7 separate regions of the Mus musculus genome follow, and regions 1, 3, 4, 5, 6 and 7 are each linked to region 2. The links are chromatin contacts, called in public HiCAR-type, HiChIP or PLAC-seq and promoter capture Hi-C maps. All regions are on one chromosome and are shown on one strand. The core of a region is the stretch at or near the end of the contact, and the rest is flanking DNA. Distances in the headings are between cores, read along the strand shown.

Region 1 (4,012 bases), core at 879-3,378, 570 kb after region 2:
CCTACCCTGACCCTCCAAATGTCCGCTTAATTGTCTGGTAAACTGGGAAAAGAATGTAAAACTTGCTGTTATCTTGACTGAGGTGCCTAAGTTGTAAAAATTTATAGCCAAAGCCTGCCAAGCCCTCATTAACTGCATGCAGCTGACCAGCGCCTTTGTTCCTTTTATCACTTTGAGCTCCCGACCAAATGTCCAGGAGGATGAACTGAGAGCCATGGATTCTGGACCCAGTGTCCTAAAGGATGAATTAAAGGCCTTCAAGCCAGGTGTCCTGGAGGAAGCCCAGTCTTCAACAAACACTGTCGTGCATGCTTAACCATTAATGCAAAAATATGCTCGATGACCCTGCAGCTCACCCAGCCCCTCCCTCCTTTTGCAGTTTTACCCTTTAAAAATGCAACACAGCTTCCTTGGGGATGTGGTTCAGACCCCCAACTTGGCCACCTCCTGACCGCTCAGAAAATAAGGCTTCTGTTTTGACGTTTCTGTCTCTGAAGTGAGCCTTCTCAGCTTCCATCCAGAACCCAACAGGTATAGTGAGTGGGTCATACTGTAATCTTGGTATTCAGGGAGGCTGAGACGTCCTAAGTTCAAGGATATTTGGGGCCATATGTGAGTTGCAGAGCAGCCTGGGCTAAAGCAAGATCAGGCCAAACAAATGCCAAAACTGTGTATAAGTCTCAGTTTAGGACTTCAACTTTCTTTGAGGGTGAATAACAAGTTTGCCCTTGGCAGATACCCAAATATTTGTTTCAGTTTAGTAGTACAAAGTTTCTTTCTTGGTTACACACTGTCCTGTTTATTTTAACTGCCAACCTTGAAGTCAGAAATGTTGTTTTAATTTATTTATACTTTCCAGTCTCATCCAGGAGATGCTTGGTAAACTTGCTGATTGTTGTTGCTGTTGGTGGTGGTTTTTTGAGACAGGGTCTCACACTGCATCTCTGGCTGTCCTGGAACTCACAATGTAGATCAGGCTGGTCTTGAACTCACAAAGATCTACCTGCTTCTGCCTCCCCAGTGCCGGGATTAAAAGCATGGGCTACCAAGCCCAGTGTAGCATGCACTCTTAACTGCTAAGTCATCTCTCCAGCCTGTTTTATTTTTGAAATGGGGTCTCTTGTAGCTTAGGCTATTCTCTGATTTGCTACCTTGTCAAGGATAGCCTTAAACTCCTAATCCTGCTGTCCCTGTCTTTTACAGTCCTGGGATTACAAGCATAAACACTAGGTTGGGTTTTTTCCCCCTTTCTATCCTTCTCCTCCTCCCCTCCCACCCCCTTCCCTTCCTCTGAGAAAGGGTCTCATGAATCCCAGGCTGGTCTACGGCTTATTAGATACCTAAGGCTGAGCCCCCAATCTTTCTGTACTTACATACCTCTTGGCATAGCCATTTTTATAGGAAGATCCACAGTTTGAGGCCAGCCTCAGCGACATAGCTAGCCCTGGTCTAGAAAACAAAAGCTAATCCAAATGTAAGGCCCAGCAAAGGAGCTGCTGACATAGATCCTATGTGTATGTATAAAAGACATATTCCCAGTCCTCCCAAGAAGTATGGGTCAGCTTTTATTATCTGGATGCTTCCTGTATCCGTCTATGTAGGTTTCTTTTTGAGAGCAACCCAGTTTGGGATAGTCAAGATGTCTCTCTTGTCTCAACCCTCTCCCTACACCTTCCTATATTAATTTGTGTTTTTCACTTACCAAGGGGGAGGGGACCAAAGATTCTGCACCATCAAGCAATTGAAAAGTAATGGAAGAGAAATCAACCAAGCACATTCCTGCATCTCACAGGCAGTGACCTTACTCACCTTCTCTTTAGAGATGACTATCGAGGGCCTGGCAGTCCGAAAGGCTCTATCTGCATGCCTTGCTGCCCAATTGGGATGCCCTTACCTGCCGAAGAGGAGGCCTTGGTTTCTTTAAGCGACAGTCTCCTGGGCCAACCAGAGGTCTCTAGAGGTGAAAGCCACCAATCGGACTCAAGAAGGAGGAAAGTTCGGGGTTGCACCTGCGTACGGTGAGTCACTCATCGGAGCTCCCTCTCTTTTCACCAATCGGAACGCGGGGAAGCCGGGCGCCGCCCACCGGGCGTGGAGAGAAAGGCGGGCCGGGCTTAACCTGGCTGCTAGAGTCCAGCCCAGGGCAGTGGATCGCGAGGCTGTTCCCATTGGAGTTGCTGTGCCCGTCGCGTCGGGATTGTAACTGTAATGGGCACCGAGGGGAAAGCCGGGAGGAAACTGTTGTTTCTCTTCACGTCTATGATCCTGGGTGAGTTCCTAGAGTTTTTGGAGGATTAGGTGGGTCCGGGGAGAGGCTGGAAGAGGACGATCCCCACGCGCCGACGGGAAGGGAGGAGTCCAGAAACCTGCCTGCCTGCCTCGCCCTGGGAGTCCACTTTTCCGCCCGGGTCTGGTCACTCTCCGTTCCCCTCCCCCACCGGGAGACTGGCTGGCTCCCTTCGCCCAAGCCGGTGATCTGTGACCCTACCTCCCACTCGGTGCCGGGAGTACCCTCTCTGCGGAAGCACCAAAAATAACCCGGGAGGGTCCATGGTTCTGGGTCTCCCCTAACGACCCGAGGACCCTCCCCAAACCCAACTATTTCGCTAGCCGTTCTTCTCCATAGTATACGTCTGGGAAGGTCTATCCTGCCCTTCCGACATTCTCGGAGATCTCAGAGAAACCTTGAGCCTCTCACCCGGACTCCCTTGGCTCAAGTGCCCTAGAAGGAAATGTAATGAGGAGGGGGGTGGGCTGGGTAGGGAAGATTTCTTTTCCTGGCTTTTGTAGAAGGGTTTCTTCCTCTTGTTAAGTAGTAGACCTTCTGGGATTAATGCCGAGGTTCGGCGTCTGAAGAAGAAATGAATTCTCTAAAATTTCTCAGATTCAGAATTCCTTTCTTGACTAGGTAGCAAAGAGTCGTTAATTAAGGTTGTTGACGGAGTAAGGATTCCCTGGGGCAAGAGTAGGTCTATTGGTTGGCTGGATCTCCTTAGAGCCAGAACTCTGCCCTCCCCCTTGCCCGGAATGAGAGTTTTTTTGTTTCTTTGTCGACTCCTTTTCCTGAGAAACAGCCAGGCTCGCATGCTGGGGCATGACTATCTCGAGGTGTGTTTGTATGAGGTTGAGTGTGAGGTAGGTTGGTTTGTTCCCTTGGTCAGTGTGTGTCAGCACCTGTATATTTATCTGTCTCCTTTCCCTGCCGCCACCACCCTTCGGAGCCGAGGACCAAACCCAGGGACTTGGGTGTGCTATGTCTGGTTCCTGAGTGTCACACACTCCTGTTGTTGGAATGTGTTCCGTATGAATCTGTTTCCCTTCACGGTTAGTATTTTAGAGAGGATAAAGGAAATAAACCATTACAGTCAGTATCGCTGTCTTCTAAAGGCAGTTCGTTTTGGTAACCTTTTTGGAGAACAATCATAAGACTAAGTCCCCAAGATGGAGAGATGGGTCCCTTGTTTCTCATTACAACTGTAAAGCTTTGGAGTGGCCTAGACAATAGGTGAGTCTACTTCTCTACATTGTACAGATAAGGAAATTAATCTGTGGAGAGGAAATGACCTTCCCAGTTTTACAAGAGGGTAAGAAGCTGGGGATGGAACCAGAGCCCTCTGACTCCCATTCCTGGAGATCCAGCGTCTCAGGCATGAGGCATAAGAAGGATCTAAACTACTCTTTCAGAATCAGCTCTCTTGTTATTAATGAAATCCCTTCCACTAGAGTCTCTCACTTCACCTTTGAATTCTACTACTGTTTCTCCGTCCCCTCCTCCTTTCTTTGCCCGGCCATCACTTGTTTCATTTCTGTTCATATCTTAGATTGCTAGCCACACCCACATTCCTGTTTTGTGTACTGTTTCCTCTGGATCAAGGACCGTAGTTGTTAGACTTACGTAAAGCCCTGGAGCGACTTCCTTCCAACCCCTTTCCTCCTTCCTTTTCTCTTCCCCTAATTTCCTACGTTAATTCTAGCACTCACCACCAAAGAGAAGGATGGTGACAAGATCATT
Region 2 (3,583 bases), core at 353-2,852:
GAGAATCAGACTCTAGGACAAAAACGATACCATCAGGAAGTGCCTTTTAGTTATACTTTAAGAAATGCCACAAACATAATGGTCAAATGATTGAGAAAACTAATTCTAATTGTAACTACCCAACATATCTAAGTAGACTTGTTAAGAACATTAGCATTAGGAAGAATCTAGGCTTGGGGGGGGGGGGGGGAGCAAGTGTTACAGAGTAGAAAAACCAGAGGCACAGACTTCAAAGTTAGATAAGCCTGGTTCTGATCCTACTTTATCACTTACTCGTCTAAGACTCAGAGAACAGATTCTGTCAACCTCTGTTTCAACATCTATAGGATGGCGGGACCTCATTGGACTGTTATGAACATAACATAAATAACACATGTAGTGTGCTTAGCAAAATAAAGTCCTAAACAAGTGACTGCTGTTACTATAACAAAAGCATTTAGCTGGGGAAATGAACTGGAGAATGAACATTTAAAGGTTTTTTTTTTCCAGAAAGTTGTCAAAATCGGCCCAAAGATTAAAATAAACCTTTTATAGATTGTAATTGTAGAGAGCATCTGCCACTGTTAAATTAAACTAGGATTCCAACACTTCCTAGTTGAGGGCCCACTCATGTTATAGTGGAATGTTAGTCCATGAAAAAAAAGTGTCCCCAAAACTGAAGGACAATGTAGTCTCACTACAGGATCCATTGAGCCACCTACAGAACTCCATTCACATATTAACACACATAATCCTGTTAACATTCTGTCTTGAAATCGAGAAGGGACTATCAGCTTTCTCTAAGGATTTGGATGCCAAAGCTTGTTCCTTGTCATTCTCTGGTCCATCCTTCCTGAACACTAAAAATAGACTTAACAAGAGATTTCAGAGCTGTGTTTGGACAGCAGTCAGGATTACATCAGTTTGTGTTAGATCTAGTAATCAGGGACACGAGGTCAGGTGCTTGGGAGAGTTTCTTCTTTGCCAATTTGGATCTATGTCTTAAACCAACAGTTCAAGCTGGGAGCCAAGGATTTTCTTCTGTATTTTAACCAAGTTTTCTCAACATATCTCGTACACGTTCAGTGCGCGCGCGCGCACACACACACACACACACACACTCACACACACACATACACACACACACACTCAGCGCTCCCCAGCCACACGCCCACAGTCTGAGAAAATAGCTTGGAGCCTTTGGGGCAGCTACAATCATCATCCTACTAAGTTCTGGTCCCTCACGATCACCTGGAATTTCCACCAGGAACACACGCTGAAAAACTACAGCAATTTCAATTAGAACATCATTCCATTATTGCTACGGCCAGGACAGAAGCCCAGAGGCTCTGCCAGCCTCTTCTACGACCCTCAACCCGTGGCCTCGCTCCCCGGACACGGGTCGTCCACACCTGTCACCGCCACCGGGCGGAAATCGGGAGGAGAAAAAAACCCGCAGACGCGGCCCGACCTAGCTCGGGTACATTCGCAGATCCACTCACCCCAGTCTTCATCTGGTCCATGAGGAAGAACCGGACTAAAAGGCGACTCCATGGCGCCGGCAACACAAGCCGGCTTCCCCGAAACAGACACCTCTCCCTCACAACTCGGATGGGTGAGTAACCTGAAACGGCGGCGGCCGGAGGACAAAATAAGCTGAACGCTGACACGGACGGTGGCCGGGCGGAGGCAAACTATCTCACCGCACGCGGGAACTGGGATCCAAAGCTAAGGAGACGTCAGCAGATAAGCAAACTCAATAGACTTGTGAGTAAATATTTCCCTACGAGGATTTCAGCACTTTCTGTCCCGCTGTGGGGTTTTGTGGTTGTTCTTTTTTGTTTCTCTCTCCCTCTCTCTCTTTTTTTTTTTAAATTGAGCGAAGAGCACGCAGATTTTACCGCTTTGTTAAAATTCGCTGATAGTACTAAAACTGAAAAGTCTCCTGATCATAGTGGCTTGTTCTTTGTGCTTAATACTACGATATAGACATCTCAGAACGAAATTAGAAATTGACAGTAAACCTGATTCTGTATTTATAAATGCTTTTCAATCGCTGTAAAAATTTTCCACGTACACGGTAAATAAAGAAAAATACAAATTTCCGACATGTGTTAGAACCACTCCTTTACTGGGACAGAATCCGAGGTAAACTTTCTCACAAATAATACTTGTAGAAAACCCACCTTCAAACAAATTTAAACAAAGAAAATATATAAGATAAATTCTCCATGTCCGCACTTACCTCCTAAAGAAGAGTTTCTAAAACTCGCAATAAGCTGTCAATCTCTTATTACTAAAATCCAAAATTCTAAATATTTTTAGAGAAGAATCATGCATCACGGATTCCAACTGGAAAATGTGAGCAATTTGAAACAACAGTTTCGAGAACCTACTTAGTGTTGTTTACTTTTCGGTTTTACTCGATTTCAGTAGCCAGGGACTGCATTCAAACCCAGACGGTGAATGAACACGGATCCCTCTAGGACCGAGAGGAACTTTTCCCATGGTTACAAACAAACATAAATGCTTCCCAGAATCCTCCGAGCTCCTCGTGGCTGCGGTTACTACCGATTGCGATTGCGGAATGCAACAAGGTGAGAGGAAAGCCAGGTCAGAATTCGTGAAGTCCGGCTGGGACCACACCCGCATACACACGTGCAATGCACCGCCCGCGCGCACATACATACATATATACATACACACACATACATACACACATACATACACACATGCATGTGCAATACGCAGCACGCGCGTGCACATACATGCATACATACACGAACACACGCACACTCGCGATTCTGAAGTCCCCCTACGACAAATGACATTCCTTTCGTCGTTGGAATTATATATATATAAATTTTAAAAAAAAAATTTTTTTTTCGAGACAGGATTTCTCTGTGTAGCCCTGGCTGTCCTGGAACTCTGTAGCCTCAGAAATCCGCCTGCCTCTGCCTCCCGAGTGCTGAGATTAAAGGCGTGTACCACCACCGCCCAGCCTTTAGTCCATTTTTTATATTTACTTTTACCATGTTTAAACCTGTTTGTAAATATATATGTTGAGTGTTGGGGAATTTCTTTTTTAATTCACATAAATGTATAACACGGAAATGTTCTCCAAATTATTGTCACTAGGCATTCATTACTCTTTGAAGCTCTCTCGGGGTTTTAATTTCTACATTCCCTTAAATACATAGCATCATACTTGTTTACCTGAGACGGACATCTGGGTCTTTGAATTGTTTACCAGTACATAAGATATATTCTCTGCAACTCTGCCTTTCACATGTGTGCTGGGTCACTTGCTAAATTAGCAGTTTACATCCTCACCAACATATACGCCAAGACTAGATATGATCAGACTTTTACAATTTCTGTCACTATGAATCGGTGTGACTATAGTTTACATTTCTCTGGCTGAATTCCTTCATGTTCATTAGACTGTGCCCTGTTGTGACCCACCCACTCTTTCATAAAGTGTGCTACTCGGTCCCCTTCTCCTAGTGATGTGCAGGTAGGTCTCCACATAGCCTACTTAATTCATTTTACTGATGTATATGTTGCATCTTCTCCTAGCTTAGCATTTGTCTTTATTTATAGG
Region 3 (3,731 bases), core at 989-3,488, 650 kb before region 2:
TCCAGGACAGCCAGGGCTGTACAGAGAAACCCTATCTCAAAAAAAAAAAAAAAAGAGTTAATCCAGTTGGGTGGGTCAATGACCTGTCTAAGGGCCTAAATGCTAAGAGAGGTAAGAGTCGTCTTAGTCTATGCTTTTCTCAAACACTTTCTGTTAAGCTCCTCTTCAGGCCTTTTGGCTGCCTGACCACTCCCCACTTCCCCTCCACACATGGCTGCCCTCCATGTTGCTTACCACAAGCGTCATCGCTTTTTCTCTATTTTATTTTCCCCTCCTCAGAGCAGTTACTGAGATTTAAGGCTTGCCTGCCCTGGGGTTTTTCTTTTAAAGTCTAATGAAAAATTCCTCGAGCGTTACCCCAGTGTCATTTGGCCACCAAGGCAGTAGGCACCCAAATCCCTGGAAACACTGGGAACTGAGCTCCGGGCCTCTGCAAGAACAGCAAAGGCTCTCTAACCACTGAGACACACCCACACAACCCCACCCCACGGATAAAAATGACAATGATAAGCAAGAAACTTCCACTATTCTTCCAGGGAGCGAGCATTATCTTTGGACAGCCGGGTTAAATAAAATAAAGTATGGCGATATATGGCACAATTATTCAACCTGTGTTTCACCAAGAACTCAACACTCAGTGGTGGGTGAATATGCCCTTAAGGTCTTAAGATAAAATTACTTTAAAAACCTATGATATTAAGTAACCCTTAAGAGCAAATTGAAGGTTGCCTGATCCAAAACAGCATTCTATGCTCATATATATATATATACATATATATATATATATGTATATATATATGTGTGTGTGTGTACATGTGTGTGTATATATATATATACACACATACATATATGTGTATATACATAGACATATGTATACACACACACACACATATATATACGTGTATATATATATATATATACACACACACATATTATATACATCAATTACAAATAACATTCTAATGTAATCACGCAAGAGATTCAACAAGTACTGAGGCATGCAAAAAATGTTCCTGTCAAACACCAAAGCTATAGTGATATACCGCTTAGTAAGATTAAGGAAAAAAAAGAAAAACACACTAGCATTAGGACATTCTATCAATGTAGTATTATAAATAAATAAATAAATAAATAAATAAATAAACAAACACTTTCTTCAAGCTACACATGGGTTCTATTTGCCAAGATCTATGACGCTTCTTTACTAACCAAAGTTATAACCGCTTACAAGCTCTCTGCCTGTACGTGGATTAGCAACGAGGACTGCTTCCATATATCTGTGGCCCAAACAAGCTTACATTCTAAATCTCTGAGTCATGAAAGTCTTACTGAAGCAAACGCTGTGCTCTTAAATATCACACTTCCATTAACTTCTAGGTAACACTGGGTTCCCTCTCCCAAATTCACACGAAATATGTATTTTTTTTTCCGTTCTCAGTAGTATGTCATTTGATGTCAATGATGGCACTGGATGCCCTAGAATATTTTCCATTTGGAAAAGATGCAAAATTTTCCACTCAAGACATGACAACCTGGCAAACTCATGCCTTTCACTTTCTAACTACCGGATGAAAACCTAAGCAAACTGGACTTTACTAAGCATTTGCTATGTAATAATCACTTCCACCGTATACCTCAGACAGCTGCAAAGGAAAGGTGGACTGAAAAGGGACCTGCATCGCGTGACAACTAGTGAGGCCCGATCCTCTCCTCCCACCTACAGGACCAAAGACCGGGGGCCAGGCGGAGGACGCTTATGCTTGAGCCGGGACATGGGCAGGACATGGGGGACAGCCACAATTACCGATGTTCCTGTGACCCTGCAACTGCTCCAGCGCCGCCCTCTCTTTGCGGAAACCATACTCCGCGGCCGAGGCCGCAGCCCCGGTGGTTCCCGGAGGCAGGAACTGCTTGAGGGCGCCGGGGGGCGAGCCCGGGGTACCGCAGCACCGCACCCGGTACACCGAGGCCGACGAGCCGCTGCCCAGGCGGCTCTGGACCTGCCACAGCCGCCCGAAGGCCTCCAGGAAGCGCGGCGGCTCGGCGCCCCACGCGCAGCCGGACCCCGCCATGGTGCGGGCTGGGCCGAGGACACGCGAGCCGACACGACGCGCCAGGCAGGCCCGCGGCGCCCGCCGTCACATCCCCGCCCGGACCCGCCGCTCCGCAGGGAGGGGCCTGCAGCGCTCCGACCGACTCCCCGGACCTCAGGCCGCCATGACACCGGAAGCCGGAGTGCACTCGGACCCAGCCGGAAGTGGGGGAAAGCCAATCCTAGAGGCTGAAGGAGGCGGGCCTAAGAGGGGCGGGGCCTCCAGGGGGAAAATTGTTTAGCACAAAACAACTGAGATATTAAACTTAATTATTAGAGATGGGGTGTAGCACAGTAGTAAAGTGCTTGCCTTGAATGCGCAAGGAAGGCCCTGGCTCCAGCAAAATATATGATTATTGATTTTTTTGTTTTATTTATCTTTAAAGAGTTATTATATTTGTATTTATATATTTGTGTATTTGTTCCTCATGTGTGCAGAAGTCAGAAGAAGGTGTAATATCTTTTGGTGCTGAAGTTACAGGAGATTGTGAGCTGCCGGGTTTGGGTGATGGGAACCAAAGTCCTGTCCTGGGGAAGATCAGTATTTCCTCATAGCCACTGAACTGTTTGTCTCTTGTGCAGCTATCTTATTTTCTATTACCTATTGTTTCAAGCTGAAAGCTACGTGCTTTCACATCTTCCTGATATCCATCATTACCACCTCCCTTTCTAATATAACTCCGATTTTCTTTGGAACAGTAATATACACAAAAGAAATACCTGGCCTCTCTCAGAAGTGGCTGTGACCACGCCCTCTCTCTAGTCAATAAGACCTTCCTGCATAACTAACAAGGATTTATTGGAAGATCTAACTTGACTCACTTAGATGTTGTGTTTTCTTCCCTGTTACTTCCTATCTCCTGCTTAAGAAAATAAGCGTAAAGCTAAAGACAGATTAGTTGGGGCTAGAGAAATGGCTTAGCAGCTAAGAGCACTGACTGCTCTTCCAGATCAGGGTTCAATTCCCAGCATCCACATGGCAACTCACGAGTGTCTATAACTCAAGTCCCAGAGCATCTGGCACTCTTACACAAACATGCAGGCAGAATTTCAGTGTATATAGAAATAAATAAATCTTAAAAAGCAAAACAAAAAATAAAGACAGATTAGTCATCCTGTTTATGAAGCAACTGAGAGAATAAAAGCAACATATTAATATATTAATTGGATGTGATCTATTGTGCCAAAAAGCCCAAAGTATGTTGTCTTAGATATGGAAGCATTCCCTTCTACAATTAATAATGCAGGGTTCTGCCAATCTCAGTGGACTTTTATCTTTGTGACCTATGTGTTTGCCTTGTCTTTCAGCATTTCATGGTTTTGAGAATGGGGAAAGAGACCAAAGAAGCACAAAAATAGCCAAAATGGTACTGAGTTTTCTGGTCGTATCCCATTAGCTAGTGCTTACCTAGTCATATGACCCAAGCTAGCTCCAGACAAGCTAGAAAATTCACATAAAATTCATAACTAATGGAAGAAGAGGAAACTGGGTGTATAGGGACAAATAAACGCAAGTCTAGATCATTCATGACCCAGAAGAAATGCAAAAGGTTTCTGGATCCTTGACAGCTTGGTAGAAATCCATTGTGCTTCCTAAAACCATCCTCCAGACTTCTTACTGGGGGGGGGCAGGGTGCCT
Region 4 (3,612 bases), core at 960-3,459, 900 kb before region 2:
GCTCGAATGTCATCACTATGTCAGACTCCCTCAGCACAACTTGTTCTATATATACTATATCCATTACCTTCCCATGTTTCCCTGACCTGTCCAGTTTGATTAAATGCCATGCTATACTACCACACAGGAAAGAAGAGTCCTTTTAAGCTATGCCCATTACCTTTGAATGTTTTCCTGCCCTTTCTCATTTGATTAATTTTATGACAGACAGCAATCTATGACAAAGAGACATACTTTTGCTTGACTTCCTCTGCACCCCGGACCACCGACTGCAGGCTGCTGACATCCATCTGCACGATGCTGACTTCGGCGGAGGGGTGAGAGGCCAGCAGGGTATCTCGAACAGCTCTTGCTTTGCTCAGGTTCCTACACGCCAAACACAGGTGGAGGTCATCGTCTTCTGCCAGCAGTCGACCGCAAAGGGCTAGCCCAATGCCACTGAAGGGAGAATTCAGGCACAAGCATGAGCTCATTGAAATGGTGTTAAATGAAGGCAGTTCTCTCTGGTTCAGAAACTTGACAGTGTCAATATGAGCTCCAATGAGAAATCCAAGCAGATAGAAAATACCCAAACATTATGTGAAGAAGGAATCTCCCGATTAGCCATGTTGATAAGCAACATCCAGTTGTTCCCCTCTAATATGGTTCAATGACACAGTGAGTGAGGGTTGGAGCACCTGTTAGGGTGTGATTTAATATATCTCTAGCAAATACTTTAAGGGGGGCCGTATTAGTTGTTTACCGTGTCCCCATTTTCTTGTGGTGCCTTGGTCCCGCAAAGGCAAGGGTTCTCACCACTTCTTGGTACTGTTGCTATTAGGAAAACTGTAAATCGCAGTAAGTGAACCAACCGGTGAGGTTTTGGTTTGGGTTTTTGTTTTTTGGGGTTTTTTTTTTGCTTTGTTTTGTTTTGTTTTCAGGAGAATACACAGTAGCACAGCTTGAAGTTAAATCCCTGTCAACTACTAAGTCACAGCAGAATAGCCAAGAGTTTAAAAAAAAAAAAAGCCCTCAATACAAGTAGACAGAAAGCAGAATCAGCAAGCAGATAGAGCCGAAGACAAAGAAGCAGGAAAGAGCAGAGCTAGGAGGCTTCAGATGCACTGGGTCACAAAGAGTGATATGAAGGTCGCAGCAGATGGGGCCCACTGCTGGTAGCGAGGCCATTCTGGGTAACAGTAAGTTCTCATGCAGACTGCCAGCAAAGGGAGCTCCAAAGTGAGTCTGGAATCCACAGAATCTGGCGGCCCTGCCAGCAAAGTACCAAGCAGATACCGGCCTATTCATCCTTACTTTAAATACCAACTTTAGTATAAGTTGCACACACCACAGTATATCAAAATCACACCAATTCAGGTCTGACTTCTACAGGCACTTTCCACTCGAGAACGGCCAAAACCCAGCTGACCTAAAGGAGAGCGCACACTAACAAAAAGCCCAAGACAGACCCCTCCACTGGTTTAGTTAATATAGATGTGATTGGGTCACTGAAACAGGCTTAAGTGGCATTTAACAAATCCTGTATTAATTCCTCAAAAAATAGCAATGTAACCAATTGGGGGTAGGAGGGGAGTTGGTTGGGTCCATCCTCCACACATTCTTCATCAACAAATGATAAGTAGGTCAAGGGTCAAATGGGCAAGCCTGGAATAACTTTGCTGGCATCTGCATCAGGATAAGCCTTAGTTGCTAGACTGGTCGTTCTGTAGGTTCCTGGAAAGAGTATATGAAAACATGCTGCAGGAGTGAAATTTCCTCATTGTCCTAAAGTTCATGGATGCTGACATTTAAACACCCCGAGTGTTTAGGTTTAAAGTGAACTGTGGGCACCTACAATTAACTACTCTCGGAGACTGACGGTCCCTAGAGAACAACTGTCCAGCATCACTGCCAGGCTGACCAGTCACTGGCGGTTTAGCTTTCCTTTCCACTGTCATGTTTAATTCAAAGCGCCAGCCACCGAGCACCGAGCACCAAGCGAGGCAGGCATGACCACACCTCTTGGAAAGCCAGGGAACGGGGTCTCTGCGGACCCCATCGAAGTGAATCACCGACCTGCGCTTCCCCCCGCATAGACTCCGGGGTTCCATAGGAGGTCTCACCTGCTCGCCCCGGTGATCAAAACCACCTTCCGCATCTTCCACGCCCTGCACCGAAGTAGAACTGCACCGGGGTTCTCTTAGCCTGAACCTTGATCCGTGACCACGCGCACCTCGACCAATCAAGGCTCGGCCCGGCTCCACCTCTCCTGCGTCATCCGGTCCGCGCGTTAGGCCCGCCAATCGCGACTCGGCATCTTCTCTCCACGCCCAGACCGGGTGAGGTGAGATAGGCCGAGGGGCGGAGCCACGTGACACAAGGGTCCTATAGCCAATCCAGGCAGTCGCCGCCCCCAGTCTGCGGCGGGGGCTTTGTTCTGAGTGAAGCAAGCGGGCGGCAGAGCTGGAGGTTTCACAAGGCTGCTGGGAGAGGCTTCGGTGCAGGAACCCAAGTCCAAGTTTGCTTCTTAGGATGTGTAAAGCATGGTCTTTAAGAAAGAGAACCTGGATTTCATTGAATTGTATTTATGTCGAATCACGAGTAAGTTAGCAATTTCAAGCTCTGAATGTGGAATGAAACCAGAGAATCTCAGAACGCTAAAGGAATGCGTACTGTCATCTCCTTCAGACCTCTCAGGTCGCTGTAATGAGCTTTATTTTCTCACTCTCTCTGCCTCTCTCTCTCTCTCTCTCTCTCTCTCTCGCTCGCTCGCTCTTTTTTTTTTTTTTTTTTTGTCTCCAAGCCATCCCAGATGAGTACTTTGGAGGGAGCAGAACTAGGTAATCAGGGAGGGGCAAATGCATACATTAAAACTCCCTTTTTTTATTAAGTTCAATTCGCATAAAAATACCCTGCGCAGCTGTTATAATCGTTATCCCAGCTTTCGCTACTTACAGATGATTAATATTGAGTGAAAGGACTAATACTCATATGATTGAACAAACTATTCCTCTTTCAGAGCTGTAATTACTAGGGATAGCCGTGATCCTAAATGATAACGTCTTTTCTGGGCTTTAATCTATATGTTTTGATTAATGATACCAACAAACTGCTAAAACTTAAGAAAACTGGTTGATCATTTCAACTGTTCTTAAAAGACAGTAACTTAACAAATTTTCTAAAGCCTTGAAGTGGAAAAAAAAAAAAATCCCTGATCTTGAGATTCCATACCCAAATGATCCTTTTTAAACCCTGGAGTTCAGAAGTGGCAGCAAAAGAACAGAGAAAACTGTGTGGCTCTCCCAAAGAAAGCTCACTTTTTAAAAAGAAATTGGAGAGCCTGGTGGGTGGGTTGGGTGGCAGACAGGTGTGTCCACACTGCACCCTAGGGTAGCATGAAAATGGCCCACCAGAAAACTGTAAACTTAATTAACATATTATGACGTTTATTTTGAGTTGTTTTTTTTTTTTTAAGTTCTCTTGTGCAATTATTAGCATGAACTCTGTGCATGAAAGCAACATCAGGAGTCTGCCTGGGTCCGAGAGGAGTTCAGCCTTACTACAGCCTCAGATGAGAACAGGAGTGGGACCAGCTCTGAGTTAGATGAAACCCAGAAGACTTCAGAGAAAGTC
Region 5 (3,729 bases), core at 509-3,008, 540 kb after region 2:
TAGAACAATCTTGTTTCCAGGGAGTTAACAAAAACATAGGGTAGGTAAAAGCTTTTTTTTTTCTTAAATTTAAATACAGTGGGGGAATTTCAGCCAAACTTTTGCCCTATTCTGAGCTGTGAATATCTCTTCACAGAAGCCTACTGTAGATGTGGGAGATATAGGACCAGATATAGAATAGCTCACCCCTGATTTGTTCCTAGATTTTTGGCTGTCTTCTGACCCTCTTTAGTTTCAGAGTAGGAGAAACATCCAAGAAGCTCTTTAAAGTCCTCAGTGTTTGCTGAAGGAAATGGGTGGCATCCTCTACCTTCAATTATTTTGCAGAAGAGGTCCTCCCATTTTAGGAAAAGGGAATGTTGGGCTGAAGAGATAGCTCAGAGGTTAAGAGCACCTACTGTTCTTCCAGAGGTCCTGAGTTCAATTCCTAGCAATCACATGATGGCTCACAACCATCTGTAACGGAATTTGATGCCTTCTACGGGTGAGTCTGAAGAGAGCAATGGTGTACTCATTCATATACATAAAATAAATAAAGAAAGAAAAGAAAAAGGAAAAGAAAAGTAGAGGGAATGTCACTCAATTTGGCTCTAGCACTGTCTCTGCACAGGCTGGGGCTACAGGCCACCATTTAGCAATGGTGGGTATTTGATAATAAAAGCTGAATTTTTTTTTTAACATTTAAACAGTGTATGTACTTTGTCTTATTAAAGTTTTGGGTGAATGGTATCACATTCCAAAGTTGCCAAAATGTATATATCTTGTTTTTTCTTATTTAGATATTCTTCCTCAGTTGTCATGGGAAACTGTAGCTAGAAAGTAGAACTGGGTTCATGGTGGTCAAGAAATGAGGAAGAGAAACCTGTATTTACATAATGTTCATCTAATGCCAGGAATTGGGCCAGATTTGTGTGCATAAAAACTTTGCTCTTGAATTTATTTAATCCACTTGATGTGAAGTTGGTATTGGTATTTCCGTTTTACAAAGAAATTGAGCTGTAGTTAAGTAAAAATGCCCATCAAAAACCTCAGAGTTAAGAAGTGTTAGTTTCTAGGTGTGGTGGCTGTCTTTAATCCTAGCACTTGGGAGTGGAGAGATCTATGTGTATTCGAGTCCAGCATAGTTTATGTAGGACTACATAGAAATACCCTATCGCAAAAAAAAAAAAAAAAAAAAAAAAGTGTCAGTTCAGAGTCTGAATGGCTTCAGAATCTGAATTCTAGCTATTGCTATTATACTTCACTATTCCAAAATCACTCTGGGTACACCCAGAATGAAGAAAATGGTAATCAAACTCGTCCCCACACGTATTTAAGAGCCTGAGGAAAAGCTATGAGGTCTTTGGAGTATTGCTGACGTTAATACAAAGGTATATACCCAGATCCACGTACACTCAGAAATGTCCCAAAGTCCACTTGGAACCCCCTCAAAGTGATGCCCTGATCCAAGATGGCGTCCCACATTGCCCTTATGAAAGATGGCGCCTAAGATTGCCGTTCCACCCTCTACTTCCTTTTACTGGAAGTAAAAGGGCTCCGCCTACCACAAGGATGGAAGTACAATTTAGTCGGGTTTTTTTTTTCCTGGTTCTTACTGAAAACAAAGGCCTCTAGCGAGGTCCCCAAGGATACCGTCTGTTTCCCTTCAGAGCCTGCGACCACTCACGTACCCACATCCGCTCTAGCGGGCATCAGATTTGAAGCGAGCGGAAGTGTGGCAGCTCGGGGGGCCGTCCGTCGGCTGGGCGGGTCGAGGGCACACTTCCGCCCCTCACCAACATGGCCGCAGGCTGGGACTGCGCATGAGCAGCTGTCTATGGAGAGACCTAGATCCAAAGACGGAGAAGGCTGCCGGGGGAAATCGGCGACTGAAGCGGCCTGGCCCGGTGAGTGCGTCGGAGCCGGCCGGAGTCCGGACGCCGGTGGATCGGCATGGCGGGGCACCTTTGCTTTGGCTGGCGTTTCCCAGGCCAGGCCACGCCTGGGCACGGAGCCTTTGTTTTGGGGGAGGGGGCCGTGCCCGGCTCTTTCTCTCCTGCTTTGTGGGCCGAGCTCGCTCCCCGCCCCGGTGTGCACACGTCCCAGCCGCCTGCGGTGGGTATCCAGCTTCGAGCCGCAGGCCCGGGAAGGTCCCCGGCGTCCTTTCCCCGTCTCTCCTCCGCGGAGCAGCTGGGGCGCAGGCGAGCTGGGCTGGGACCGGCGGGGTCACCGCGCGGGCTGCGGGGCTCGCGCCTGCCGGGTACTCAGGTCCCCAAGCGCCTACTACTAGTCGGTGGGCCTGCAGGGAGACGCGTCGTTCTCGGGCAAGGTCCGGGCGCTTGAAGTCTTTGGGAACTTGATCTGGTTTTTGTGTGTGGGTGGTGGTGGGGGGTGTTTTGTTTTTTAAATTTCTGCCTTTGCGTCTGTGCTTGGTGAGGACGTTTGCTGGGCTCTCCTTTTGAGCATGCAAAACCACAAAATCCTAGGCTGATTTCCGTATCACGTATTATTAATGCTCAGGATGCTTCCGGATATACAACCAAGGTTTGAGTAAGGAGCCTACCGCCGTTTCTGGGTAGCCTCAGAAGTTGCGCTGACAGCTGTTGGCTATACGGTTGTCTCGTGCGCCTTGCAGTCTCTTTCATAGCCTCCTCCTGCAGGCCGTGCCAGGAGCTTCAGGAGGAGCTCTTCCTCCTGTTTGAGGATGGAGACCCCCTAGGTGGTCCGTACATCCGGACGCTGCCTCCCTTTGCAGCCTTACTTTCTACGGACAGTTTCACTTTCAGTTCCCTTTTGTTATTGTTGTTAACGTTCTTCTTTGCACACGGTCTTTCCGAGGCGCATTATCCGCTAAACTAAGGTTTTTCTTTGATTAGAAAGGTTTGGAAGATCTTGCGGGTAGAGTGTTTAAAAAAAATCTTGTCCTTTCTTGTTGAGATTATTTTATTGCTTTGTCCTATGCAGCTGTTTCTTTCTGGTGGCATCTGTCTGTACAGTTCTTTGTTTTTTCCCGTTCTCTGGCTGGTTGTCAAAAGTCCTAAGGCAGGAACATTGTAGATGGATTCCTCCCCCTTTGTCTTTTCTCCTGCAGAACCCTGAGCCTGGAGGTTTTCTTTCCCCCCCTCCTCCTGAGGCTTAGTTGATTTGGAGTTGTCATGGCAACATTTTAGCAACTATGTTGCTCTACAGGAAGCCTTGCTGGATAAAATAAAGAAGCCTTGAACATGATGCACTTGGGCACTGGTGTTTGTAACAGATGCTGTAAATCTGGACTCTCTCAAAACAAGAGCCCCGACAGCGGAGTAGTATCCAAGAGCCAAACCTGGGTTTTATGCTTAGTGATGGTTTCCCAATAGCAAAAAAGGTTTCAGTTTTCCTCTTCTTAGATTTGAGGACTGGAATTTGTTTTTTGTTATTCTTATTTGATTTTGAAACAGGACCTCTCTATACATAACCTTGGCTGTCCTGGAACTCACTCTGTAGACCAAGCTGGCATTGAACTCAGAGATCTGCCTGCCTCTGCCTTCTTAGTGCTGGGATCAAAGGCTGGCATCACCACCTCCCAGCTTCAGATTTCTTTTCGTACAGTTTGTGTTGGAGAAGCTGGAAGAAGAATCAGGGAGTGTGTGAGGGAGTGTGTGGGTGGGGGGGTTATTAGTTACTGGTTTTGATAGTGGTGGTCTAAACTTTGCTCTAGCTTTTCCTGTGAAGCTGCTGACATAGAGTATAATAGCTTTAGTAACAATCCAC
Region 6 (3,498 bases), core at 227-2,726, 670 kb before region 2:
AAACAAAAAAGTAAGCATTCCAGTCTTCAAGAATGTGACTTGCTTTGCTTTAACAGAGAGGTAGAGCAGGAGCAGCCGTGTTTTGTACAACAGAGATGAAATGACCTTGTAAGGCAAGCAAAAGCGGGCCTGCCTTGCCACTAAACACTAAGAACTCAGTTCACAAAGCACACTGAGCCTTCAAAAGAGCCACCACTTTTTCTTGGCATTATCATGACTGCTACCAGTCTAGCACTCCGGCCATCCTTTAGTGAGGTTCCCATGAACTCCAGCAAACACAGCTACCATGACTATGACTCTCTGAAAGGCACAAAAACAGCATGTTTAAAACAATCACTCCCGTAAGCAGCACAAGAATCAGGGAACGCGCTGAGCTATAGACACTATCAGGACAACAAAAGGTGTGTAAACTTGTGTGTTAGTCTTATATCCTGAAAAACACCTATGACCATCTATAGAACAGCTTCCTAGCAGAGCTGGGCAAGATGGTGCACATCTGTGACAAGCAGCACTTGGGAAGCTGAAGCAGGAAGATCCTGAGCTGGGGGCTTGTCTAGGCTACACTGCAAAACCCTGTCTCCAAAAACTTTCTATCCTAAATGCTCCCTGGCTTGTACATATTTCTTTTGACAGCTCATTTCTCCTATAAAGTCATAGCAAAAATACTCTAAGTTGTTTACCTTCTTCAATACCTAGTACCTGCCAACTGCTTGTCACAGTGTAAAGCAATAGTCACTGGTGACCACCATCTGGGGGAGGTGGCAAAGATAAAAATCATGATCCATCCTATGTTATAAGGTAGAGAAAGGATCAAAATTCATTCTTAAAAAAAATGGGGACACTCTAAAAACTAAAATATCCAAGCTTCTCCATGATTAAGAATCTAAAATCTAGTTCCAGGACAGACAAGGCTACACAGAGAACCCCTGTCTCGAACACCCAACCTCCCAGGAATCTAAACATACCAGATGAGCTCCACACAACAGCCTCAACAAGAGCAGTGTGTATTTGAGGAGACAGGCAACGCCAAGTGAAGAGTGCCAAACCCTAGGCAAAGAAAGGTAACTTGCCGAGCACCTCAAGAAATGGGGATTCTGTTGAACTAGAAGTGACCAAGGACGGGTGTGTAAGTGTCCACAACTTACAAGAAAGAGAGAGCTGGATCAGTAAGTGCTGAAGAAAGAACCTGATAAATGAAACTAGATCCCAGAATCAGATGTGACAGATAACTGGCCTTTCCATCAACATGTAATTCTGAAATAAGTCAAACTGGGATCATTTTATACATTTTTTTAAAAAGTATGCCAAGAAAATTCTGGACTCACACGAATCAATCCAAGTTATTCCAAGAGAAAGGCGACAGTGCAGTTCCCCTGGGACATCGGCCAGGTGAGGTTTAATATTTGACTTGCCCAGAACTTTAGCTACACATCATCCAACAGATGAAACATCACGATCTGTACCCTAACCTGAACAAAGAGCCCAGCCCGTACCCTTTGGGTGAGAGTCTAGGTAAAGTGCATGGTCACCAGTGCGTCCCCTCCCACTGTACTGCTATAATTCCCACCAGGTAGGCACGATGATGCTCATTTTCAGCGACTGTTAAAAATAAAATTGCTTAATAAACTGGCGGGAGAACTAACAAGAATGATGCCAAGTTGTCAGCCACCTGCCACATTCAGAAGAGCCATAAAACAGCATGATCCTCAGCCTGCTTCTACGTTATCCTCTAAGTGGTGCCTTGCCTGAGGGAAAGTCTAGACTAAGACAGAAGGAAGCCTTATGCCCCTCATACTTCGGCACCTTTCTCTGGGTGGCAGCACAGTTGCTGGCAGGTTAACATATCTTCAGCAGCTACATAACGACGAGAAGACCACACTCCTCTCAATTAAAACAGAGACAGATGAGTAGAACTATGTTAGTCATTTGATTCTAAAAGCAGCCATAAATTTAGATCAGTTTAGCAGAGAGGAAGAGTTCCCAAAGGGAGACGCTGTGCCAATGGTCACAAAGGAAGAAGAGTATCCAGTCATAATAAATGTAGACTTATGGTGAAATGCAGGCAGTACCTTTCTGGGGTACCCAGCACTATTATTCTCTTCCAACTACAGAGTTATAGTTTTGATAATGGCTACAAGTCTCCTCCTCCAAATACTTCAAAAGAACCCCAAGTTTTCCCTCGGGCAATCGCTTTCTGTGCCTAATCAGGGACAAAATGTGCACTGTATAGTGCTTTGGAAGAATAAAGACGAACCGAAGGAGGCAAGAGAGAAGGAAGGAAGCACAAATCTTAACATAGGGAGAGAAAAACTACCTGAGATAAAATTTGCCCCCAAAGACAGGGACTAAGTAACATGAGCGCTCACTTCTTTACCCCTTAGTAAGAGAATTCTAGGATTTTAATAATTTCAAGGAATTAAAATCCCTGTGCATATATTTATTGTGAAAATTGCATCTTTTGTAGTATTATTTGGTCCCAGTTTAAGAAAGATATTAAAATGAAAGTCCTGATAGTATCAGAGGAGGAGGAATCTGCAGCTGTCCTCTTTGGTAAAATGGGCTAAGAGCTATCACACAATGGTTTAAATCATAGCAGGTTATCTTTTGTCTTCAAGTCTGTGACTTCAATATAAACTATTTAATTCAATGATCTCAATGTAATTACTCGGGCTCACTCATTTACTTCCTCAGCTCCCTTAAAATCTGGCTAGCATCGTCTGTAACAAGTCTACAGTGTCAACTCTACACATGTGCATAGCTACATCTGCATGGATGAGGTTCACAGAATGCTGTGAGTACAGCAGTGTTAGCAGCATACTGCACGGTAAAGCTTGGCAGCCTACCTGCAGTTTATTTGCAAGGATCTCTTTTTTATGAGATATGGGAACATGTGCTAACCATACTTGCCCTTCAAAAGAATTCACTTGTATCTTGTGGTCATCAGTAGAAACGTAGAGACCTGCTACTAATGACCACAGAAGCAGCTCCTCATGTAAATATTTATGTTTTAGGAAAGCTTAGTTAGGACTTCACAGCCCTGATTCTATGTTCTTCAAGTTTGACTTGAAAACCAACCACACAATGAACCCCTGAAAAAGCCTTCTTCCCAAGACACTCATCAGGGACCACGAGAGACGAGCAGAGGTAACTCAGCAGCAAATCCCCTTACACCAAATGTAACTTCCTAAGTGGGAGCTCGGGACAATTTGATTATACTGACAAATGTTGGGCAGTAAATGTCTAAACAGGGTAAAATAATTCAACCTCTAAAATGCAAGTTTTAATGGAGTTTTTGGGAACTTGAACAGCATGGACAAGAGACTATATAAGCAGGCTGCCAGCAGGAAGAGAAACAAACACTCTTTCCTAAGGAAAAATAAATAAATAACACTTTCATTCAGGTAAGGAAATAGGAAAAACTCTGTCACAAGTGTACAATCTGTGGGTTATCTTGTATAATCAGTGCTTTACAAAAGTTTCCTACGTTTACACCTTTCA
Region 7 (4,078 bases), core at 132-2,631, 690 kb before region 2:
TACAACCTAACACACCTGGATCAACATACCCAACAAACCATTATCAAACATGCCTTTATTAGAATTTAAATGCCACATTAAGGACGTCCAGTATTTCCCAATTCCACCCCCACCTCTGCTGCTATATGTCCTCAGGGTGGGTTAGTAAATCGCTTTGGGGGGTGGGGGTGGGGTGGGGGGGACACATGGAGCCAGGCAGTGGCGGTACATATCTTTAAGGTAAATGGATCTCTGAATTCTGGGCCAGCCAGGTCTACAGAGTGAGTTCCAACAACCAAAGCTACACAGAGAAACCCTGTCTCGGAAACAAACAAACAAACAAACGAAACAGGAAAAAAGAGGGGAGGGGAGGGGCTGGGGTGGGGGTGGGGAGGAATGGTACTGAGACTGACTTGAGTCCTAACCACTAACTAACAGGACAGACTATGAAGTCTTTTCCCTCAGCCAAGTGAGTCAACTAATAACGAAATGGATAAATGCTTTTGGTTTGCTGCAAACTCTTGGATCCAAGCCCAGTGAACTTCACCTCCAAGTCCTTAAACTTGTGCCTCTCATAAATGCATGATCATTACCATCGGATATCAGATCTCATAGTATGCCGATGAAGGCCAGTCAGCCTTCACACCAAACTTTTAAAAAATCTTCTAGAGCATATGTGTGCTCTCAGCCTCACCGTTCCTCCAGTCCAACTGAGGGGAAAACCCTGAAATCTGAACCTCTCTCACTATCAGTATCAAGCGAAGGCAAGCGGGTCCTGTGCTAGTCACATCCCCCATTGGGATCCACTGTCCTGGTCGGAACTATCAATTCTTACCCTCGTGGGTTCAAAACACCCCAACGCGCTTTCCCAACAGTAACAGCGATCACTTATTCCCACCGGTGAACCCCAGAAGTGGCACAACTATGCCCGGGCCCTAGCCTGAAACCCTCCTGGCTCCTCTTCCCCCAACTCAAAAACAGCGCTGACAAGCGCCGGGAACTCCATCATCACCCAAGCCTCCTCCCTCAGGTCTCCCCCAAGACCCTCCGCGCGCGCATCCCCGCCCCGCCGCGACACAGCCCACGCCTCTCCGGAGCTCCGAGCAGCGGACGCCGAGCAAGGTGCGGCAACGCGTAGCCGGGTCCCCGCGCTAGGCATGGGAGCGCGCGCGTGAAGGGGGTCCCTACCTCCCTCGACAATCCCGCGGCTCCTTCGGCTCGGCTACTCGCCCGTGTCCCGCGCCCGCCTGGAATATATACTGTCATCCGAGGGGCCGGGGCGGCGGGGCGGGCCACGAGCAGCGGCCGAGGGGAGCGCGGGCCCCGGCCACCCGGCCCCTCCCGCCGCGGTGAGTGGCTGCGGCCCAGGGGCGGAGCGGAAGCCTGCCGGCCCGACACGTCAGCGACCGAGAACAGCCAAAGGGGCGGGCACCGGCGACAGGAAGGAGGAGCCTCTTTACGTCACTCAGACTCTTGCCCAATAGGATGGCCAAGGATCCTGTCAGTCTGTGGTACCGCCCCCCACGCACTAGCAGGGGCGGGGCCGGCTACGCGCGCGGCTTCGCGGGGAGGTGAGGCCAGGCGCCACCTTAAGGACAAACTGCAGGGCGGGTCCTCTCGGTCACCCGGGGCGGATCAGAGCGCCTGGTAGGGAGCGCGGCGCTGGCAGTGAGTCTTCAAGTGACGGATTTCCGAACGCCCACGGGTGTGGTTGGGAAAGACCCGCCGGTTTCTAGGCAGAGATCCCTCCAAGGCAGGCCTGTGACCTTAAGCTAGCTGATTTTGTCTCTAATTCTCCACATACCTGTTTGCCAGTGACCCGGGCTTCCTCTGCCATTGTCTTCGGAGTCTCTTGGGTGTCGACACAGCCGGGTTGCCTTTTGCACAGCGACTAGTGAACGAAATGCAATCAAAAGGGATTAGATGACCCGAGGCCATGCAAAATGTGCCAGTCAGGGAGAACCGGCCCAGAGAGCAAGAACTTAGCTAGGAGAGGAGAGCTAAAATTCAACTGTCCTGTTACAGCATAGGCAGCAGATGTGCATGTGCAGGCTATAATCTCAGTGTTATGAAGTTGCATTTATATTTAGAGCTATTATGTTGGGTTTTTGCAGGTTTTGAAACGAGAGTCCAATTTGTTGAGATGTCAAAAGCAACTAAATTTAACATATCAGGATGTTTTCCATCAGGTGGATAGGCTTCCTCATTTTACATTTTCAGTGTTTTCTTAGTCATTCTTGCGTATTCATTTTTAATCCAGACTTTACTATCAATTTATGTCATTTAGAAATATCATTTAACAAGGGGTATCATTTGTAAATAAAAACGTAGTTGCCCATCTGTTAAGGCACCTTTGTGGCTTTGAGAGATTAGATGGATAAACAGCTTGGTGGAACAGGATCAAGGAAGGACATGATATATTATTAGCAGTATTTGCTTGGCCTTAGCCTTGCATGCTCTCTGGAATCCTGTCAGAACGCCACGTCGCCTGAGAAGCTGTAAATGGCACCCACAGTGCTGTTGATAGTGGTAGGTGTGCCTTCCTGGAGCAAGACTAACAACACGGGTGTGTTCTCTAGTTTTCATACTTCCAGCTTGGAAAGTACCGAGTCTTAAGTGAAGAATTCAGAGCCTGCCCACAATGGGGTTGCCCAGAATCTCTTGACCTTCTTTATGTGTGCAAGTCCCTGGGGTAGAAGCATTCTCTTAGAAAGAAATTGGCGGCTACAGCAGTCAATAAAGAGCATATTGTCCAAAACGTATTTATTTATTGAGTTATTCTACAGTAGAACTTACAATAGACTCTACAGGGGAATCAAGAGTCTATTTCTTCAAGGGATTCCAATACAATGAGAGAGGCAGGGGAGAGACGTGCTCCTTCTTCCTAAGGGACGGCCGTGAGTGCAGCAGCAAAGGCTCAGATGAGCATTAGAGCTCAGAGAAAGCAGAGGCCTTAGCTTCAGAAAGGAGTGAGGGACCACCCAACACTTCTGAAGGCTGCCCTTTAGTTCTCTGCCTCCAAGGCTTTTGTTTTATATATATATATATATATATATACACACACACACACACACACACACTTGGAAATTTGAAGTGCCAAAAGGGAGTACCTGCCAAAAGGTACAGATTCTTAGTGGTGTGAGCTCAACTCAGTTTAAAAAAATAAATGGGTAACAGTTTTGTCTATTAGCTGGATAGGTGGACGGGTGAATGGGCGGACAGATACTTAGATGGGTATTATGAGACCTGGAAAGAAATGATCACCAACACTGAGAAATACACAAAACACAACAGCACAAGGACACGGTACAGTTGACAGAGGGAAAGGGAAAGGACAGAGTACTCGTGTACAGTAGTCGATGAGGAGTATTAGCTGAAAACAGATCTGGGGAAAATGAAAGGAGAAGCAGAAGAGTCACATGATGTGATAAAGCTACGGATAAGGCTGGGGATACAGCTCAATGATAAGAATAGTCACGTGTGCTAAAGCTACAGATAAGGCTGGCTATGCAGCTCAAAGATAAGAGCACTTGCTTAGGATATATAAGCTCAACCCCCAGAAACACACAGACAAAAAACGTTATATCAGAGTATGAGATGCTTTCTTTTTATCATAATATGTATTATACATATTAATGAGTTTCACTGGATTTCCATATATATGTATATATATATGTATGTGTGTATATGTGTGTGTATGTATGTATACATATATGTATATATGTATGTGTGTATGTATATATATGAATGAAACAGTAATCACCCTTCTCTACTCCCTTTTGAGAAAAGATGCTTTAAATGAGCCATTATTGTGAGATAATTTAAAATTTGAAAATATCATATATTAATAATAGGTTCTATGGTTTTAGGTAGATATATTTGGCTAAGTTATAAATTATTTTAACTTTGTGAAATACATTACTTACTTAACAGCTTGGCTTGACTGGTTTTTCTGAGTGACTTGTCAGACCTGTGCCAGTCTGCCCACGTTGCTTGTTTCTCAGAATCCGTTATAACCCACCTAGATTTTTTTTTTTTTTTTTGAAAAGTGTGTGGGTCCTTGGGGCTGCCACACCAAAAGGTTCTGTCCTGAACATGA

What was found. Promoter capture Hi-C pulls out the DNA fragments that hold promoters and counts their contacts. HiCAR-type assays count read pairs that join an accessible place to other places. HiChIP or PLAC-seq counts read pairs in DNA pulled down with a chosen protein or histone mark.
Region 1: a FOXA1 HiChIP or PLAC-seq map of pancreatic cancer cells shows a contact between it and region 2. The contact joins the promoter of F11r here to the promoter of Atf6 in region 2. A contact is called at or near these places in 2 of 39 promoter capture datasets (liver and pre-B cells) and 1 of 115 datasets of contacts at active chromatin or transcription factors (pancreatic cancer cells).
Region 3: a promoter capture Hi-C map of neural stem cells shows a contact between it and region 2. The contact joins the promoter of Uhmk1 here to the promoter of Atf6 in region 2. A contact is called at or near these places in 17 of 39 promoter capture datasets (the 3T3-L1 cell line, 3T3-L1-derived adipocytes, the HPC-7 cell line and 12 more), 2 of 484 Hi-C or Micro-C datasets (embryonic stem cells and pro-B cells), 17 of 115 datasets of contacts at active chromatin or transcription factors (the NIH/3T3 cell line, the SCID.adh cell line, astrocytes and 13 more) and 1 of 9 other capture datasets (macrophages).
Region 4: an H3K4me3 HiChIP or PLAC-seq map of neural tube shows a contact between it and region 2, with 5 times the contacts expected there. The contact joins the promoter of Hsd17b7 here to the promoter of Atf6 in region 2. A contact is called at or near these places in 1 of 39 promoter capture datasets (3T3-L1-derived adipocytes) and 4 of 115 datasets of contacts at active chromatin or transcription factors (astrocytes, embryonic stem cells, neural tube and 1 more).
Region 5: a contact with region 2 is called in an H3K4me3 HiChIP or PLAC-seq map of the SCID.adh cell line, with 11 read pairs. The contact joins the promoter of Usf1 here to the promoter of Atf6 in region 2. A contact is called at or near these places in 2 of 39 promoter capture datasets (erythroid cells and liver), 1 of 484 Hi-C or Micro-C datasets (the G1E-ER4 cell line), 2 of 115 datasets of contacts at active chromatin or transcription factors (the SCID.adh cell line and pancreatic cancer cells) and 1 of 9 other capture datasets (adipose tissue).
Region 6: a contact with region 2 is called in a promoter capture Hi-C map of liver. The contact joins the enhancer-like site here to the promoter of Atf6 in region 2. A contact is called at or near these places in 8 of 39 promoter capture datasets (the HPC-7 cell line, cranial neural crest, embryonic stem cells and 4 more), 9 of 115 datasets of contacts at active chromatin or transcription factors (T-cell acute lymphoblastic leukemia, bone marrow-derived macrophages, craniofacial prominence and 6 more) and 1 of 9 other capture datasets (adipose tissue).
Region 7: a HiCAR-type map of astrocytes shows a contact between it and region 2, with 4 times the contacts expected there. The contact joins the promoter of Uap1 here to the promoter of Atf6 in region 2. A contact is called at or near these places in 17 of 39 promoter capture datasets (the 3T3-L1 cell line, the HPC-7 cell line, cranial neural crest and 11 more), 5 of 484 Hi-C or Micro-C datasets (the Ba/F3 cell line, the G1E-ER4 cell line, forebrain and 1 more), 15 of 115 datasets of contacts at active chromatin or transcription factors (CD8 T cells, T-cell acute lymphoblastic leukemia, astrocytes and 10 more) and 1 of 9 other capture datasets (pancreatic islet).

Annotation. Positions count from the first base shown.
Region 1 is chr1:171,435,433-171,439,444 of GRCm38.p6, forward strand. It overlaps F11r (F11 receptor), which reads left to right and starts at 2,129. Exons shown (of 10, transcript NM_172647.2): 1 at 2,129-2,269. The coding sequence starts at 2,209. It overlaps Gm26641 (predicted gene, 26641), which reads right to left and starts at 1,890. Exons shown (of 2, transcript NR_151523.1): 1 at 1,810-1,890.
Region 2 is chr1:170,866,169-170,869,751 of GRCm38.p6, forward strand. Atf6 (activating transcription factor 6) reads right to left here and starts at 1,603. Exons shown (of 16, transcript NM_001081304.1): 1 at 1,482-1,603. The coding sequence starts at 1,533. It overlaps Gm9929 (a long non-coding RNA gene), which reads left to right and starts at 1,662. Exons shown (of 2, transcript XR_003948181.1): 1 at 1,662-1,746; 2 at 2,413-3,583.
Region 3 is chr1:170,213,169-170,216,899 of GRCm38.p6, forward strand. It overlaps Uhmk1 (U2AF homology motif (UHM) kinase 1), which reads right to left and starts at 2,239. Exons shown (of 8, transcript NM_010633.4): 1 at 1,805-2,239. The coding sequence starts at 2,072.
Region 4 is chr1:169,966,996-169,970,607 of GRCm38.p6, forward strand. Hsd17b7 (hydroxysteroid (17-beta) dehydrogenase 7) reads right to left here and starts at 2,210. Exons shown (of 9, transcript NM_010476.3): 1 at 2,103-2,210; 2 at 235-438. The coding sequence starts at 2,137. It overlaps 3110045C21Rik (RIKEN cDNA 3110045C21 gene), which reads left to right and starts at 2,414. Exons shown (of 3, transcript NR_040438.1): 1 at 2,414-2,580; 2 at 3,455-3,612.
Region 5 is chr1:171,409,555-171,413,283 of GRCm38.p6, forward strand. Usf1 (upstream transcription factor 1) reads left to right here and starts at 1,759. Exons shown (of 10, transcript NM_001305676.1): 1 at 1,759-1,886. Arhgap30 (Rho GTPase activating protein 30) reads left to right here. Exons shown (of 12, transcript NM_001005508.2): 12 at 1-686.
Region 6 is chr1:170,194,990-170,198,487 of GRCm38.p6, forward strand. It overlaps Uhmk1 (U2AF homology motif (UHM) kinase 1), which reads right to left. Exons shown (of 8, transcript NM_010633.4): 8 at 1-3,498. Among named protein-coding and RNA genes, the nearest start is that of Uhmk1, 19 kb to the right of the region's middle. Within about 2 kb of position 1,477, at least 6 of the 459 cell types and tissues checked have an H3K27ac peak or open chromatin away from gene starts, as enhancers often do. A contact at or near this core is called in liver, where this site is marked.
Region 7 is chr1:170,173,583-170,177,660 of GRCm38.p6, forward strand. Uap1 (UDP-N-acetylglucosamine pyrophosphorylase 1) reads right to left here and starts at 1,382. Exons shown (of 11, transcript NM_001305045.1): 1 at 1,168-1,382.